Regions from separate parts of the Bombyx mori genome. Here region 2 is linked to region 1. The links are chromatin contacts, called in public Hi-C maps. All regions are on one chromosome and are shown on one strand. Each heading gives the region's core, a stretch centred on a gene start, on an enhancer-like site or on the middle of the called end of the contact. The rest is flanking DNA. Distances are from core to core; before and after follow the strand shown. Region 1 holds the start of LOC101742160 (steroid hormone receptor ERR1). Region 2 overlaps LOC101742160 (steroid hormone receptor ERR1).

The links. Hi-C and Micro-C count contacts between places; a contact is called where the count stands out from the background.
Region 2: a Hi-C map of middle silk gland shows a contact between it and region 1, with 2.5 times the contacts expected there. The contact joins the enhancer-like site here to the promoter of LOC101742160 in region 1. A contact is called at or near these places in 5 of 7 Hi-C or Micro-C datasets (middle silk gland, midgut, posterior silk gland and 2 more).

What each region holds. Positions count from the first base shown.
Region 1 is chr25:11,846,161-11,848,743 of ASM3026992v2, forward strand. LOC101742160 (steroid hormone receptor ERR1) reads left to right here and starts at 1,282. Exons shown (of 9, transcript XM_038020327.2): 1 at 1,282-1,629; 2 at 2,520-2,583. LOC733098 (transmembrane trafficking protein) reads right to left here and starts at 728. Exons shown (of 5, transcript NM_001047045.1): 1 at 425-728; 2 at 65-185. The coding sequence starts at 601.
Region 2 is chr25:11,883,912-11,886,494 of ASM3026992v2, forward strand. It overlaps LOC101742160 (steroid hormone receptor ERR1), which reads left to right. Exons shown (of 9, transcript XM_038020327.2): 4 at 385-645; 5 at 1,118-1,327. Among protein-coding and RNA genes, the nearest start is that of LOC101741574, 25 kb to the right of the region's middle. Within about 2 kb of position 1,285, at least 4 of the 8 cell types and tissues checked have open chromatin away from gene starts, as enhancers often do.

The DNA of each region.
Region 1 (2,583 bases), core at 32-2,531:
TAAAGAACCTTTATTAAAATTAAAATATTAAAGAATTATTCAGTTAGTTCCGAAATAAAATTACCTGATGGTACTTTAGATATAAAGCAAACTTCAAACATATCATAATTCTCTGTGACGAATGAGAACTTTCCCTTTGTTACTGTATCTTTCTGTGATAAGATGTGCCCCTTCGAGTCTTTAATCTGTAATAATTGAAATCATTATTGTTTCTGTCTTTTTTTTGAGTTACACTGTTCGTTTATTCCTGTTTACAAAAAAAAATGTCTATTTTCAAAAAAGTAGTACCTACATTTTTTCATTTTCAAATATTTCTCTGTAAATTTTTTGTTTGTATCCTAAACGATAAATATCTAGTGGTGTACATAAGCCATGGCGTTTGAATATTACAAACATTTTTGGTTATGTCAGAAATTATACTCACAATATAGTCAACTCTTTGCCCCTGTATTTCTGTCACATCATATTCTCCTGCAACTAACACGTTGGCGTGTAATTCTTCTTTCAAACACTTGTGTGTGTTCGGCGCCAAGCTCCACATAATCGCATCAGTTCCATGCCAGATTAAGCTCAGTAACAACACGAGATATTGTACCTCCATGTTTATTGTGGTTATATATTATCTATCTTGCAATAAATAAAGCCGAATTCATAACATTTATGACCGGAAAACAAACATAATCTCTAATTTTACGTCAAATAGACCGATGAGTTGGCTAACGTCGTCGACCTTTTGGTTATTTTTTTTTTGAAAAATGTAATTGTGTTGCCAGGTTTCATTTCGGCGACTTCTAGCAAATTCTGCGTGGAATGGATTCTTTACATTCCTTTGAACTTGATTTAGCAGTTTTATACCCATACTGCTAGGTAGGTACTTACATTATAAATGCTTTAATATTATTAGAACAATAGGTTTAATAAGTACTCACAGTTTAATTTCTATTTTTTTGATCGTATCAGAAAAACAGTGATCAGTATCAGTCGATATTAATTTTTTGTCTTGTGATACATACATACATATTTGATTTAAATTAATTTGAACCCAATGTTTTGCGAAACACTTTCAGGTGGGAAATAGAATCTAAATTTATTCAGCCAAGCTATTTCTCGAAATCCATTTTTTAAAAGCTTGTTCCATTTCCATTTATTGGTGCACGTTATTTTCCAACTTTCTATCATAGCTGAATACAAATGGCAAACAAGAACATAAATACATTTTCTCTTCATGGATGAAAGAGACAGCGTTAGCTGATATTCTAAATTTAATTCAGTTCACAATAAAGCGATTACTGCGTTTCGTCGAATTCGAAAGTGCATTTTGCATTTTCAAGGAAATTAAAGAAATAACCTTAAATTAGTTTTTTTGAAACCATTATTGCTTAGAATCGCAACTTAATAGAACTTATTACAATATCTACTACTTAATTAATTTTCAAGGGACTTTGAATAGCTGTGTTGTGAAATAAAAGTGCGAAGATTATAAATTGCATCTGACTGATTGACAGATGCATAATTTATTTCTGTAATTCGAAAATTGTTTTGTGCAGATCTTGATTAAATGATTTGCCGAAAGTACGGTACGTCGATGCTTTAGTGACCGTAAATCACATTAAAATATAGGTAATTTCGGTGAGTACTCATTTCTATCTGTGCAAAAGTAAGTTTACATAATCTTGCAAAGTTTTAAAAATTACATCTTAACTAATTGATCCATAACGATTTATTTTAAACATAAAGGAACTTTTATGATATTAATAAATAAAAGTAAAATAATGGATCCAAGCTGTTAATTAAAATAAAATACTCCATAGATTTCCTTACAAGATTTTTATTGTAAAGGATCTGTAAGATGACAACAACAAATCCATAATAATACAACTGCTCATTACTAATTGTATAAAAAACTTATTTTACAATAGTTATATTAAAATCGGAAACTATTATTTTGAAAATAGGGTGATTCTTGCCATTATCCCACATCTTGCGATGTCAGTGCAGCATGTTCTTTTATCATTCTATTTCAAGCTATACTTTTCCTAATGATGTTATTACATGGTGTACATAATACTGAATGAACTTTGCAAAACGTAGTCCTTAATTCATTATGACGAGTTTAAAAAAAATAATTATTATATCTTACTTATATTTTTCTATAGGTTTTCAACCAATTAATATTATGAATGTGAAAGTTTATAAGTTTGGATATTGTTTATGCGATCACTCAAAAATTACTCAAATAAATTTCACATATTTAAATAGTTTATAACAATTTTTTTATCATAATAACAACATAACCTGAACAATGCTGTTTATATTCAATTGTAATTAATAAGATATGAAAATTCATAGTTTGTGATTTTACCAAAACCTTACCAGGGGATTGGGTTCCAAAAAATCTTTACCTCGGTAAAATATGTGTTTAACATTTCTAAAATATTAGTATAACAAGGGTGAAACCATAGGGCATGTCTGGTGATATATAACAGAAAAATACTAAAATTGTAAAATTTCATTTTCAGACCGCGACTATGTCTCTTCGCAGTTTCTACAGAGGACCCTGTAATTCACAGGAGATATGTGAAG
Region 2 (2,583 bases), core at 35-2,534, 38 kb after region 1:
CAGGGGCAGAGCCAAGCCGCTTTGAGACATTCCGTATTCTAACAAATGCCATTTCATACGAAACATTTTAGATACAGTCATGCGGGCTGTTCACATTGAAGTTAACAGTGACAGACGGAAGTTGGAAAATCTGGATTTAACGAAAGGAGTGGGGCCAGACAATATCCCACCGCAATTTATTGTTAATTGTGCTGAACAACTTTCCACACCCTTGTTTTTAATATTAAATCATTCATTATTATCAGGGATTTTCTCTGAAAAGTGGAAGGAAGCCCTAATAATTCCCATACATAAAAACGGGAAAAAAGATCTAATAACTAATTATCGGCCCATCTCCATCCTTTGTTACAATAGACATGATTTAAAACGAAATTTCACATTTAGGTACCTATGCCTCTCCAACAGTTGGAACTCGAGACTAAGGACGTGAAGTTCTGCGTTTCGCCCGAGGACGGCACGATCGTGGGCAACACCAGCCCTGAGCAGCAGCACTGTTCGTCGACAACCGCGGCCGCCGCCAGCGGCAACCGGGACGAGGACACGCCGCGCAGGCGGTGCCTCGTCTGCGGGGACGTCGCCTCCGGCTTCCACTACGGAGTAGCCAGCTGCGAGGCTTGCAAGGCGTTCTTCAAGAGGACCATACAGGTTAGCTGTCGCTCTCTCTCTGTCTTTCTTTCTCTTTCTCTCGCTTTCGACGAGCTCACAGCCCACCTCGTGTTAAGCGGTCACTGGAGCCCATAGACATCTACGACGTAAATGCGCCACCCACCTTGAGATATAAGTTCTAAGGTCTCAAGTATAGTTACAACGGCTGCCCCACCCTTCAAATCGAAACGCATTACTGCTTCACGGCAGAAATAGGCAGGGTGCTGGTACCACTCACAAGAGGTCCTACCACTAGTATTTTTGCGGGTTTGGTTTTTATTACACGATGTTATTCCTTCACCGTGGAAGTCAATTGTGAAGATTTCTTAAGTACGTACCTATTTCATTAGAAAAATCAGTAACCGCCTGCGGGATTCGAACACCGGTGGATCGCTAGATACAAATGCACCGGACGTCTTATCCTTTAGGCCACGACGACTTCTAGCTTAGTATCGTTACATTCCGTGTCCAGGGCAACATCGACTACACTTGTCCGGCGGCGAATGAGTGCGAGATCAACAAGCGGCGGCGCAAGGCGTGCCAGGCGTGCCGCTTCCGCAAGTGCTTGCGCACCGGGATGCTGCGCGAGGGCGTGCGCCTGGACCGCGTGCGCGGCGGCCGCCAGAAGTACCGCCGCGCGCCCGAGCAGGCCCAGCCCAGGGTGCAGCTCGACGACATCAAGGTCGGCAGACGTGACTGGGACTGTGTGTGTGTGTGCGTGCGTGCGCGCGCGCGTGTGTGTGTGTGTGTGTGTGTGTGTGTGTGTGTGTGCGTGCGTGTGTGTGTGCGTGCGTGCGTGTGTGCGTGCGTGCGTGTGTGCGTGCGTGCGTGCGTACACAAGGTATTTAGGTATCTGAATCCGGTCACCGTCCGGTTCGACGAGTAAATTAACCCATAGACCAGGGGTGGCCAACCGTTAGATCGCGATCGACCCTTCGATCGTGGCTAGACAAAATATATAAATACATAGATCAGACTGTGCAATGTAATCACCAATTGCTGCACGTAACATCTTCATCTTGTATCATTTGTTAATGACCATTACGTCATATTGTTTATCCTCTCTTCTACATAATAGTTCTCTTTTATTATATAATTTCAGGTTTATTTTAATCTTTTTAATAAAATAATATAATAATATGTTACTTATTTGTAGACTGAACTACATTATTTCATAAAATTTCAAGAAAGGTCATTAATAGATCGCAGAGTGCCTCGTCAGTAGACAGTAGATCATGATTCCAATCCAGTTGGCCACCCCTGCCACAGACACAGCTCACTGTGTTTCTCGCCGGATCTTCTCAGTGGGTCGCGTTTCCGATCCGGTGGTAGATTCTGCGAAGCACGGTTCTTGCTAGGGTCAGTGTTAACAAATTCTTTCAGGTTGAGCCCGTGAACTCACCTACTTGTCAGCTGGAATATAGCCCCTTAGGATACCAACAAACAGGTAGGGAAAAAAGGTTACATTTTTCCCTACCTATTCTAATAACCTCGAGGGGTTATTCTAGATTCACCGAACTAATAGGTGAGCTCAAACCGGGAGTGTTACTAACACTGGCCCTAGCAAGATCAGTGCTTCGAAGAGTAGGTTGCTTAGCTGTCGTATTGTTAAAACTGAGACATTAGAATTCATGCCTCAAGGTGGGTGGCAGCATTTACGTTAACAACAGGTGAGCTTTTAGCTCGTCCGCCCATATAAGCAATAGAGAGAAAAAAAAAGCGTGGGGTGCATGGTATCAGTAGTTATAAATATTTTATGAACAGATATGAGTAGAAAGGTTATTTTGATAATATCCTGAAAAGCATCCTACGCTTTTTCAACAATAAAATCATTTTTTCTTACACTATTTTTAAACTATTATTTATTTTCAATTTTTTAGTATTGATTTGTCATCGATCCTTAATAAGTATACCACCAAATTTCGAGTTAATCCGACA